2 separate regions of the Mus musculus genome follow, and region 1 is linked to region 2. The links are chromatin contacts, called in public promoter capture Hi-C maps. All regions are on one chromosome and are shown on one strand. The core of a region is the stretch at or near the end of the contact, and the rest is flanking DNA. Distances in the headings are between cores, read along the strand shown. Region 1 holds the start of Snhg1 (small nucleolar RNA host gene 1). Region 2 holds the start of Ppp6r3 (protein phosphatase 6, regulatory subunit 3).

Region 1 (6,446 bases), core at 2,952-5,451, 5.1 Mb before region 2:
CTGAAACGAATTGTTACTTGTACAGTTCACGTCTCAGCTTTTGATGGCCACTTTTTTTTTCTTGCCTTAGCACAGGACTGTGAGCTTTTGTTTTGTTTTTGTTAGTGTGGGCTTCCAAAACTTACAGTATTTTGAATACTTTTTTTTTAATTAGGTATTTTCCTCATTTACATTTTCAATGCTATCCCAAAGGTCCCCATACCCACCCCCCCAATCCCCTACCCACCCACTCCCCCTTTTTGGCCCTGGCGTTCCCCTGTACTGGGGCATATAAAGTTTGCAAGTCCAATGGGCCTCTTTGCAGTGATGGCCTACTAGGCCATCTTTTGATACATGTATTTTGAATACTTGATTTCCTGGTCCTTACATCCCTAAATTTTGAACACTCCAATGTAGTAGTCCCGTCTTATGGAGCAATCTGTTCTGTTTAATCTTGGCAATTCCCCTATAGTGCACATGATCAGGAAATGTTATCATGTAAGCTTGAAACCTACATGAAATAGGAACACCCTTTATTATTCACTTGGCAGCCAAATCATCCCATCCGACATAATTCTGCTTTGGCTTCCCAGCACCCACAACCCAACCATAGAACTTCACTTCTAGAGGATCCAGCACTGTGGTATCAGCCATTTTTTTAGGCAGACCTGTATATATATATATATACAGGCAAAAACCCTAACTTGCCACCTTGATCATCTCACTACCAGTCCCCCTCTCCACATGCTCATGGTCAGCCTCCTCTACTTCTACTCCCTGTCTTACCGTACACCAGCTCAACTCCCTTCCCTATGGCTTAAACTACACTAATAGACTGGGCTTCATCTCCTTTCATACTTTTCCTAGCCAAAATGGAGACACTGTCAGATGGTCTGCAGTAATGCCAGCAAAGGCATATTAAATAGCATATACACACACACACACAGGAAACCATTTAACAGGCCATGGTCAGCTTCAAAGTTACTCTTGGCAAGAAATGGGGGTTTCTTGGTAATTGCAGGATGAGTTTCACAGAAACTTTTGTTATATAAAAGGAACCCTTAGTAAGTCAATTTCTGCATATCACAGTATAATTGACCTAGGGAATTCTTAGCCAGATTTCCTGCCTTGCTGATACAAAGCTCAGGTGCCATTACTCCAGACTCAATAGTCCTGCTAAAGAAATCACCAAGTAGAGGGTTTTTACCTTAGTGAAACCAAGACTTTTTAGGATCCACCCAAATCAAATAAGCCATCACAATAAATAGCATAAAGAGCATTTATTGCTAGAACAAACACAGAGTACAAGTTAACAGTGGAAGAACCAGGTATCAGCTCCTACAGTTAACAATGTGGTAAGCAAGGAAGGTAAATTTGCAATTGCAAAGAATTATTTCATCATTTATTTTAAAGTGATCTCTTATGGTGAAACACTGGCCTGGACAAACAGATCTTTCATGATTTCTGTTCCTGCAAGATAAAAATTTGAATTAGGAGTAGAAAGCAAAATCATCCTACATTCACTATCAGAAGAGACTATAGGCTGTCTAGGTAACCAGTTTCCCCCAACCCTGCGCCGCCCATTTTAATGATTTGAAGGGCTTACCTATCCTTCACACGCAGCTCATTCTTTTCCTCAGACCTGTAAAACAAGTAAATCACCTTTTGATTCCTCTTTAATCAAGTGAGAATTCTTCCCTTTCTACGCACAAAAATGATCCCTCAGACAGTTCCTTCTGGAACAAAGTTTCCTCTTTTCCCCCAGCCAGCCCCAGTGGGTTCACCTTTTCAGGCTCTGGAGCTAGGACAGGAAGTAGGACGTGTGAACATTTCTTCATGGGGAAATTATAGTTCAGCATACTTTTCATCTAAGTTTTCTCACCTTATTTTAGCCTGGACTTGAAAATGAAGATATGCTTCAACTTTCCTACAAAATAGCAAACAATTTGGGCCATTAATGCTTAAGCTTCTTTTACAAAAGCTTATGCTAGTATTAATACTATGCTAGTATTAGCATAAAAAATTTCCTACTTGATCCAAAATGAGCTCACAACTCAGAAAATACCTTTCTCCACAGCTATCAGACTGGGGCGGTATTCAGTTCATCAGGGTGAGCAGGAATTCACTAGGTCTAAGTATTATATATTCAACCTTATACTACAAAAAGCATTACTAAGACATATACCTGGTACGGCTCCTTTGTTCTCAGCCAGACACACCATCTCTGAAAAACAAGACAGTCATCAGCAATGTTAAAAATCCTGCAACAGCTTGTTCCTATCTAACCCATCATTCTGAGAAAAATCAGATTTCCAAGTCTCAACAGCAATCATCAGCCGAACGAGATTCTATGAAAGTCATCATATATACACAAAGTACGTTCTCAGTTAGGTCCCCCCACCCCAGTCCAATGCTATGCACATACACCACACCACACACTGGAATCACTCACCTGTAAACCCACAAGTATGGCACTGCTAACAGAACCTGGAGAAAAATAACAAACCTTGAAAAGGCTGGATATAAGGCCCTTGCCCCCACACTACCCTTTGGTTTCTCAGGTGTTCCTGTGTTTTCATTAGCAGTCATAGTGAGCTAGTTTGATTCATCATAGAAACAGCAAACCTAGTGAACAAACCCCATCCAAAATAATCTAACTAACCTTTGAATGCCTGAGATTTGTCACCAGGAAAACCTGTGGAAGAGTAACAAGTAGTTATTTTCAACCATCAGGACAGAATTACAATCTGTCTGTCAGCACTAACTGCCATCAGAACTCTAACATGCTATAAATTCACACCTTCACGGAGTGTTCAGTGTCATCATTTCAAATCATCTGACAGTTGAGTTTTTAAGAGAACAAAGGCCTTAACATAATGTGTCCTCTAGAAATACAAATAGTAAGCAGCAAAAAAGTGTTGTGCTGCTTCAATGTCTGTCTTGACTATTTTCCCTAGGGAAACCCTAAGCTCTACTTGGACAATTACCTGCACTCATCCTGGGAGGTAGCTCGAACTCTTCATGTTGTCACAGCACCCTGGAAACAGAGAAACAATGTCATTTTTAAATGTAATCACAGCCACCTCAGCACCTTCTTTCTTCAGCCCATTTCAGTAGTAAGATGACATCATTGCAACTCAGCCATATGCTTGTCATTTACATTGTTCATCATTAAGTGGCCATCTAAATATGTTCCCTAAGGAAGCACCAACCATCAATACCTACCTGACTACAAGCAAAACGTGTTATTTGTAAAATTGAACAGGCCTGGCTCCAAAGTGTAAAGGGCTTTGAGATGAACCACATCTAGAACAGAAAAAAAAAACCCCAAACTTCAATAAAAGACTTTATGCCAAACAATCCAAATACCTGCCACAGATTGTGCTACTCAGAGAATTTTTGTTTTCTCCACTAAACCATCAGAAAGAGAGAGTTCAGTTTTCATATCATCCCCGTAGCACACACACAACTTATACTCAACAACCAAAAAAATCTGGTAAAACCATTAACACTACTTACTCTGAAAAGAGAGCGTACACCCATCCTTTTGTAAGGTGGCACCTCAAACCTGTAGAGAAGTTAGCATCGGGTTACTTCTACACCAAGAAATCTCTAAAGGATGAGAAGGCTGTGATGTAGGGCCAGCCTCCTCAGAGTTACTTATCCTCACAGATATATCAGTACAGGTCTGTGAAAAGGTCCTCATCATAGGGGGTGGCCTTGCACTGCCGCCACCATTTTGTCCTTCACAAAATCCTGTCATCTTTAGGTCTTGAATGCCCTAACATGGTCTCCCCGCTAAGACTACGGAACAGATTACCAAAGTCCACATTTATTAACGCTGCCCACGAGGGTCTTTTAAATCACCAGAAATAAACATTACGTAAGAAAATACAGGCGGCGGTTCACAACAGTGACAGATAGGTGTTTGTGATAAAAGCCAGCCGCAGTTATAGGAAAGCTGATTAAGAGAAAGACAAGAGCCAGGCGTGGTGGCGCACGACTTTAATCGCAGCACTCGGGTGGCAGAGGCAGGCGGATTTTAGTTCGAGGCCACCCTGGTCTATAAAGTGAGTTTCAGCAGGACAGCCAGGACTATACAGAGAAACCCTGTCTCGAAAAACCAAAAAAAAAAAAAAAAAGAGAAAGACAAGAAAAAAACAAAGTGAAAACTACAGCACATAAAGACGTAGAGTACTTACCCCGAACAAGGAAAAATGAGGCCGACAAGAACAACGTGTGGCCTATAAATAGCATCTCGCAAAGGCCCACGGGATTTGGAGGTGGGACTAGGACTCACGCAGGCGCTAAGGTAAGCGGTGTGCGAGCCGGAGGAATTGTGGGTAGAGGAATCCGCCCAAAGGGGCGTGCGGAGAGCTCCGCCTCTGATTTTGCAGCGCGAAAAAGAGGCGCAGGCGCTTTAGGGGAGTGCGACGCTACGCCTTTGGCGCTGCGGCTAGGCGGTTCTTACTCACTGCGGGTAAAACGTCATCGCTGGAGATTTTGGTTCGCGACCCATACAGCTCGACTGTCTGGGTCACAACTACCAATATCCATACGTTGAGGCGATTTCTCACCCTCACTCACGCTAAGCCGCGTGTTGATCCATCTCTATGGATCCTGAACCTACTGAACACTCCACCGACGGTGTCTCGGTTCCCCGCCAGCCGCCCAGCGCGCAGACGGGGCTTGATGTCCAGGTTGTCAGCGCAGCGGGCGACTCAGGTACTGGGCCCTGGGCTGAGCTCGGTTGGATTTTCGCTTCCTTGCATGAAGCCTTTTAGGGAAACCCAGTCGGGACTAGAAGCCCTACGTCATTCTGGAGACCGATTTTTGTGTTTTGCTTCCTGGTCTATTTTCGCCATGTTCTTGGCCCGGATTGAATGAAGTAGGGCCAGCATTTAGATGTCATTTATGGAGCATGTTGCATGTTTTGTTTTTAGCAGTGCTATAGATTAAAGCTGCTGCTATGTGCATGTGTAGATAAGTGCTATACTACTGAGGCTGACAATTCTCCACACAACTGGGCTTACCGTTTAAAGCACCCAATATGAGTTAATATTCCACACTCCTAAAAGTTAGGGATAACCCTCATTTTATGCATGGGTGGTCTTAGATATAAAGAGCTCTGGGGGGAACAATCATTAGAATTTACCAGTTTTCTAAGTCGCAGCTATAGACTGGTTATTGAGAGTGTGCAGTAGCATTATAGTCATATGCATATAGCAAACATCTATATGCAGAAGCTTGCCTTTCGAACAATTATCATTACTCTCATACTAATTGCTCTTCTGCATGACCTCACTTAATAATCCAAGTTGGAAGGTGGTAAGGTACAGTTATGGGTGAGAAGCTCGGGTCCCAGAGAGGTTAAGTCATTTGCTGACTGTTACCCAGATAAACAGTATCAGATCCAAGGTATAAATCCAGGCAGCCTGATTTCAAAATCAGCACTTGCAGAAGACCCTGGTTCAATTCCCAGCTAGTAGCCATCTGCAGTTCCAGTTCCAAGGGATCCAGTACCCACTTCTGGCCTCCATGGGCACCTGACACACACGTGGTACATACACATCTAAAGTTTAATTAAGAAAAAATAATGCTGGGCATGTTGATTCATGCCTTTAGTCCCGCCCTAGGGATGCAGGCTCAGGAGGAGTTTGAGGAGCTCAGCGGCTCAGCATGTACCACATAATGAGTTCTTGTCAGCCAGGGCTACATAGTTGAAACCCTGTCTCAAAAAAGAAAAAAAAAGTATTTTAATTTTTGTCTTTTTTTTTTTGGCTTTTCGAGACAGGGTTTCTCTGTATAGCCCTGGCTGTCCTGGAACTCACTTTGTAGATCAGGCTGGCCTCGAACTCAGAAATCCGCCTGCCTCTGTCTCCCGAGTTCTGGGATTAAAGGCATACGCCACCACGCCCAGCTTTGTCTTTGTTTTTTGAGACAGGATTTTCCTGTGTAGTCCTAGCTGTCCTAGAACTTACTTTATAGACTAGTCTGGCCTCAAACTCACAGAGATCCACCTGCCTCTACCTCTTGAGTGCTGGGATTAAAGGTGTGCAACATCACAGCCCAGCTTTTTTTTTAGCGTGGATTCTGTAGTGTTTACAACTGGGGTTGAAGTGATGATTCAGCAGTTCAGATCAAATGGTGTTCTTGTAGAGGACCTAAGTTTAGTTCTTAGTACCCATGTTATGTGGCTTATAGCCACCTGAACCCCAGCTCCAGGCAATCTAACTCTTCTGGCCTTTTTGGGCACCTGTACACATGTGGCATATATTTGTGAATACACAAACATACACATAAATAAAAATTAAAAGGAAAAGAAAACAAAAGCAAACCAAAACAGAATCATTCCATTTTCCAGATGAGAAGAGTGATATGCACATACACACGTGTGTGTGTGTGTGTGTGTGTGTGTGTGTGTGTGTGTGTGTGTGAGAATGTATGTATGTATGTATGTATGTATG
Region 2 (6,730 bases), core at 1,494-3,993:
AACCTGCAAGGTTTAAGACACAGAGCTCAATCTGTGTCACATGCAAAGCTTGCCAAGTTGGTCATTCTTCTGACTCCATGGCTCTATGGGACAGGCAAGTGGGGCTTCAGGCTCAGGCACCTCCTTCCCTAGCAAGCTCTCCCTGACTTCAACGTGCCTGGCTAGGTTAGGAATGAGTACACCATATTTGACAACTTATGGGCTAACTACCCTGGTCTTAGTGAGGTGACAGGTTATCTCTTAGTTGTAATATGTATGTCCCTGGAACCCACCTGAGTCTGGGAGAAAAAAGGCAAAGCAGATGCCAGCAGGTGTCTTCACTACAAATGAATGAAGGGATGGTGGTTTGGTGGACCACTGTATGACTCACCCAGATGGTGGGAGGGGGCTGGTTTGGTTCAGTGAGGCAGTTGGGCTTTGTCTTCACAGATAGCACAGAAGGCAGGCCCACTCCCACTCCAAGCTGTCCCCTCTCACCCCCAGCTGGTCCTTCCTGCCAGGGTCCAGCCTTTAACTGCTGCCCTGCCCTGAACTTTCTGCTACCTTAACTCTTTATCAATAGGCCTCAGTTTTAACAATGTTTGTTACTACTTCTGTGGCCTCAGGCAAGCCTTCTAGCCTCTGCGTTCCAGAGTTAACATTTATTGCCTCTCTTAAGTGCCTGGAGTGGTGTGCTTGACCCTGGCTGATAGTTGTTATCACTTGTACTTCTGAGAACTGGAGAGTCAGAAAGGTTAGGTCACCTGGCCAAGGTCACCCAACCCCTATATGGCCTCTGGTGACAGAATGCTCTGGTCCGTAGTTAGCTAGTGTGTACAATGGGGACTATGATGTGGATCTACTAGCAATGAACTCTTTCTGGAATCTGCTTCCAGGAACAGCTCTCTTGGAAGGTGGACTGGAGGCCAGGGTGGGTTTGCATAACTGCACAGCCCTCTCTTGTTATCCTGGTAGTGGAATTCAGAGCCAGAATGAGTGAGGTGGAGGACTCAAGCATGCTGGACCCCGTGTAAAGAACAGGGGTGGGGGGGGGTTCAGAGACTGGGAACCCGGAGAAAGCACTGAGTGTCCAACAAGGCAGGTCCTGTCTCCTCCAGTCCAAGGGCTAGGCTCTGTCATTTTCCCAGGGGATAGATGCCTAGAGGTGGCCTAGAGGAGACACTCAGGAGATAAGCTCTGTGCTCTCTGAGCTTCAGTGAAGCCTGGGCCTGGGACTGCTGGACCTACTGGAAGAGATATGCAGGCAACTGCTCCCTGTCTGAGGTGTGAGCATTGCCACTCAAGGTCTGTGTGACTCAGCTACCTCTGCTATCCAGTCTCCCATCATAGCTGGGCTCGTCCTGCCTTTGAAGCTCCAAGGCCCCACCCTGGGGTCTCTGTAACACCCTTCCCCTCCCTGCTACCAACACCCCAGGGATTTAGAGCTCTGTCCTGTCCTATGACTTACTACTTTCCCAAAAGAGTCTGTCCCTTAGCTTGATCACCTTGGTCACTTGCTTTCCAGATGGCATGGGAAGGCCTGCTTCATGAAAGACTTCCAAGACTCAGAGACTTTGTTGACTATGGTGGCCAGCTGCAGCGTGCCTGAACTTATGGTCCTGTCCACACTGAACCAGGCAGATTATTCATAGGGACCCAAGGGGAGCACCTTGGTATCTTTTCCTGTTGCTGTGATAAAATATTCTGACAACAGCAACTTTAGGGAGAAAAGGTTCATTTTGTCTCACAGGTCGAGGCCAATATGGCAGGGAAGTCAAGGGAGCAGGTGTGGGAGTCTGCCCGTCACATCACATCACATCACATCACAACCAGCCAGGAGGTAGAGAATGCTTGTGGTCAGCTCAGTTTCACCTTTTTAGACAGCCCCAGGAGAATTAAAAACCAGGATTAGCCATGACAGTGGTTAAGTGCAAGACTTGAGAGTAGGGACCCTGATGTCCAGGACCCCAGTTCTGGGGCAAGGTAAATGTGTAGTACTATACGTATAGGACACTAGCAGTTGGAAGAAATTCATGTGTAAAATTCTTCTCTGTGACAAAAGATACAGCCTGGTTTCCTTTGTATTAAGAAACCTTACATTTTGACCCCATTTTCAGGGATGCCACTCTACTTTGTCTGAAGTAATTTAATTGAAGGTCTTCGATAAAACTATGCTATGGAGAATGCGGGCATCGATCCCGCTACCTCTCACATGCTAAGCGAGCGCTCTACCATTTGAGCTAATTCCCCAGCTATAATTAACTTCCGTCGCAGGTTGTATTGTGACTCACGTCATCACCGGTTTTCCCCCCCCCCTCGTCCCCCGCGGCCGTTACCCCACCGCCTGCTGTCATTGTGTTACCCCATTGGCTTCTTCGCATCCGGAGCTACACAGCCGGGATTGGTTTGGTTCATTTGTTTTAAACTACATTGACTATGCGGATTGGTGGTCCCAAGCGTCTGTCACGCGAGGCCCCGCTGTTGCTACGGGGCAGAGGGACCCAGCCTAAGCTTCTCCCAATTTCTGACTTGTTTCTCAGACTCCGGGGTCTAGAGGTTCCGGATCCGTCAAGACCATGGGAAAAAGAATGCGCCTCTCGCGTTTGACTGACAAGACCTCAAAGCCAATCGAAGTGGAGTCGAGGGAACCGCTGGGCGGTCCAATAGGTTGTGGGGGGCGGGAGAGACAAGCCAATGATCCGTGTGAAGGGGCGGGGTCTATCCTGTGATTGGCTGCGGGGCGGCCGGAGGGAGGGCGGGGGTAACTCAAGGCCTGCTTGATACGTCCGCCATTTTGGGCGCTTCGCTGATGGTGTCGGTGAACCTTTTTCCCGCCTGAGCGCGACTAACTGCGGGTCTTGGGCGCCTCCAGGTAACTCAGGGGAGGGGGCGGTGGCGCGGAGTGTGCGGGTCGCGCGGGCAAGCGGCCGACCGATCGTGGCGGTGGTCCGGTCCCGGCGGCGTGGGGAGGGAGCGTCCCGGCCCCTTTCCCCTCCCCCCCGGAATCGGCAGCTTCGGCGGCCCGGGAGGCGGCGTCCAGTCCTGGCCAGGACCGGGCCGCCCGCTCCTGTCAGCCGGGCCGAGCGTTGGCAGTCAGCCGAGCCGACTGCGAACTTTGGACGCCGAGGTGACTCTGGGCTTGGCTCGGCGGGAGCCCAGGCGAGGCGAGGCGCGCCCCGAGCCAAGTCGGGGGTCCTGGGCGAGCTCCCCGGCTCCCGCGCCCGGGCCTTCACAGCGACTTCTCGGGATCTCCTGGAGCTTGTCAACTCGCTGGAGAGCTTCGCGAAGGCTTTTGTTGGACTCTTGTCCTCTGAGAAACAAGTTGTGTGGGTTTCTGGGCATTAGCAGAGTCATCGGAACACACAAAAACCAGTTCCGAGTCTCTCGGGGCCATCGCAGTGAATCTTCATCCTCCGCCGTTGAGTCTCTCTTTTATACAGACGCGGGCATTGGAGATTCCCTGGTGTTTTGGAGCTGAAGTGAGGAGTTACCCTTCTTGTGGCTTCAAGCACCTCGCTTTTAAAGCTCGGCTCACTGTTAACTTGGAGGTCTTTTTCTCCCCAGTCCCGTTGTCTTTCATTAGAACTTGGACTTGAAGTTGTAGGTGGGACAGAATGAGTGGTCTCGGTAGCTCTGTGTCTGTACTTCTCCACCGCATGTCCTACTGTCATTTGCCGCCTACCTGCTGTGGTCTCTTTAGAATGGGCCAGAGCTTTGTTTATGTTTTGCTTTGGCTTGGGGGAGGGGACACTTAGAAGGTTTCCTTGCATCAGAGCACTTGTTAATATGGATACTGTTTCATTTTCTTAAGTCAAGTTTACTTTGGTTTTTGCCCTCAAGGTCATGTTGCAGTTGACACAGCCCGTAAGAAAGGAACTTAAGATCTCCTTCCACTAAAATGTTCCTTGAAATTGCAAGGTGCAAGATCCCTGTTGCCAGTGGTGTTTGAGCTTTCTTATGGGCCACCTGAAAATTACATCTTCCTTTGTCACTTTCTAGTCCTGTGACCTTGGGCGAATTAGTCCTCTTTGCTGCCCCTGTAACCCATGAAAATAAGTTTGTTTCATAAGTTTATCTCATGTTAGGTCCCAATTTTATCTAACATGTTCATATTAGACTGTAACTGAGTATATATGTAAATATGTTAGCACAAAGCAGCTAGAATCGTGCTTTGTGAATAGAATCAGCTCAGTGGTGACCATACCTCTCAAATTCAACTTGATCTTGATGATTTTGTTTGTTTTTGAGGCAGGGTCTCACTATGTGGTGGGAAGATCTTTACTGCTTCTGCCTTTAATAATGGGATTAATAAAGTCATGCACCACTGCACCGGACTCATTATTTAGTTATTTTTTGAGATGATAGTAGTTTAGAATGTTCTTGACTTTCCTTTTCAGCTAAGGCTGCCTCAAATTCTTGATCTTGCTGCCTCTACCTGACAAGCATTATGAATAGAGGTGTGTACCACCACACCTAGTTCAAAATTAACTTTTAAGTGTTTAGGTACAATTAGGAAAGCCATGTGTTTAAGGATCAGCTGGGCTAAAAAAAATTACTGGAAGTTATTTTAATTTTTCCATGAGATGTTGAAAATCTATTAAATCACTTGAAAGCGTTTTGTCTAAACCAGTACTTATGCATAGAAAACACCTTCAGGATCTTAAACAGCACCCCTCCTCTGCTGCTTCTAGGCACTGCTTCTGTGTAGTTGCCCCAAATCATAATATGAGGATTTCTTAGATTTTCCTGGTTGTTATTGCAATTGAAAAGCTGCAGTCTTGAGAGCTTCAGCAAAGGTACAGGTTAAATATGCCTAATTTCTGAATGCTCTGAAACCTGACAGCTTTTGAGTATGAAACTTAGATTGTGTAGCAGTTTCTATTAGGGAACTTAAACTGGTAAAGGCTGCCAGCCTTCAGAATCTGAATCTGATGTTGTAGTCCCAACCACTTCGGAAAGGATGTGCTCAGCTTGTAGCTTGGGGAGTGGCTGTTGTTCCTGGGTGCTTTGGGACCTATCCCTCACTTCACTGTGTCTGGCCAGGGACCCTAGTGTCTTTCACTCATCCAGTTATCCTTAAATTCAGCTTTTTAAATGTCTGCTCTCTGCTTTCTCCATGGTACATGAAAAGAGGACAACTCTTGGTGATAATTGCTTAGATTGCTTTATGCACTGAGGAAGCGTATTTTAATGGAATACATCTCAAGTAGACTTGAGTATACTGATTGCTTTAACCGACTTTAGCTTTTGTATAAAGTAAAGCACCCCCTGCCCAACTGCACAAAAACCAATCTGCTACAAAAACAAGGCTTGCTAGTTTGCATTAATTGAGTACTTAAGAAGTAGTCTATAGTTGGGCAAAAAATGCATAGCACTGAAGTTAAGACTTTAAGTGGGGTTTCCTTAGCTACTTTAAGATGCCTTTTAGCAGTTCCTCTAGAAAAGTGGGTTATGACAAGTAAGCATTTCTTCCTTAAAACAGTATTTGTTAGGGTTGATAATCAACTTGGATTTTTTTATGATTAACTTAGTAGTTGAGATAGTTGAAATCTTAGATGTTACCCGTGTGTGTTGATCTATAGTTTTTCATTTTACTACATTTCAGAAGAATAAATGATAAAGAAGTCCTTTCAGATATCTGTTCAACTAAAACTCAGCACCAAGTTTACTTTCTAAAGAGGGCAGGAGCCTGGCCTGGCCTGGGTGGCGAGAGCTCAGCTGCACTGGAGGCTGAGGAGCTGCTTTTCCTTAGAATGGAGCACATTTTGTTTTGTTTTGTTTTTTTTTGTTTTGTTTTGTTTTGTTTTTCCAGACAGGGTTTCTCTGTATATCCTTGGCTGTTCTGGAACGAACTCTGTAGACCAGGCTGGCCTCAAACTCAGAAATCTGCCTGCCTCTGCCTCCCGAGTGCTGGGATTACCACGCCTGGCAGAATGTACCAAGAATATTGATCAGACCTCTTGACTTGCAGTTATATATATGTTCTATCTCGATGTCAATTGACTTTCCTTTCTGTTTCACGAACCCATGATATGTACATGTTTATGTGGAACAGAATACTTGAATATAATGTGTATAGACAAGGGTAATTTAAGCATTTCTTTTTGTTTTTGTTTTTAAATTTTATTTCATTTATATGAGCACACTGTAGTTGTATTGAGACACACCAGAAGAGGGCATCAGATCCCATTACAGATGGTTGTGAGCCACTATGTGGTAGCTGGGAATTAAACTCAGAACCTCGGGAAGAGCAATCAGCCAGTGCTTTTAACTGCCGAACCATCTCTCAAGCCTGCCTGCTTGCTTGCTTCCTTCCTTCCTTCCTTCCTTCCTTCCTTCCTTCCTTCCTTTCTTTCAGATTTATTTATTTATTTATTAGTACACTGTAGCTGTCTTCAGACACACCAGAGAGGCCGTCAGATCCCATTACAGATGGTTGTGAGCCACCATGTGGTTGCTGGGATTTGAACTCAGGACTTTGGAAGAGCAGTCAGTACTCTTTTTTTTTTTTTTTAAGATTTATTTATTTATTACATGTAAGTACACTGTAGCTATCCTCAGATACTCCAGAAGAGGGAGTCAGATCTCATTACGGATGGTTGTAAGCCACCATGTGGTTGCTGGGATTTGAACTTCGGACCTTTGGAAGAGCAGTCGGGTGCTCTTACCCACTGAGCCATCTCTCCAGCCCTCTTTCTTTCTTTTAAAGAATTTATTTTATGTATATGAGTACACTGTAACTGTCTTCAGA

The links. Promoter capture Hi-C pulls out the DNA fragments that hold promoters and counts their contacts.
Region 1: a promoter capture Hi-C map of cranial neural crest shows a contact between it and region 2. A contact is called at or near these places in 1 of 39 promoter capture datasets (cranial neural crest) and 1 of 484 Hi-C or Micro-C datasets (B cells).

Annotation. Positions count from the first base shown.
Region 1 is chr19:8,721,242-8,727,687 of GRCm38.p6, reverse strand. Snhg1 (small nucleolar RNA host gene 1) reads right to left here and starts at 4,201. Exons shown (of 10, transcript NR_002896.3): 1 at 4,182-4,201; 2 at 3,499-3,547; 3 at 3,205-3,285; 4 at 2,967-3,016; 5 at 2,642-2,674; 6 at 2,432-2,466; 7 at 2,165-2,203; 8 at 1,862-1,906; 9 at 1,586-1,621; 10 at 1,362-1,449. LOC115489078 (a small nucleolar RNA gene) reads right to left here and starts at 3,695; the gene lies at 3,624-3,695. It overlaps LOC115489084 (a small nucleolar RNA gene), which reads right to left and starts at 3,437; the gene lies at 3,363-3,437. LOC115489083 (a small nucleolar RNA gene) reads right to left here and starts at 3,156; the gene lies at 3,087-3,156. It also overlaps Snord22, LOC115489082, LOC115489081, LOC115489086, LOC115489087 and a transcript of Slc3a2 not described here.
Region 2 is chr19:3,571,762-3,578,491 of GRCm38.p6, reverse strand. Ppp6r3 (protein phosphatase 6, regulatory subunit 3) reads left to right here and starts at 2,743. Exons shown (of 24, transcript NM_028999.1): 1 at 2,743-2,851. n-TAagc9 (a tRNA gene) reads right to left here and starts at 2,229; the gene lies at 2,157-2,229.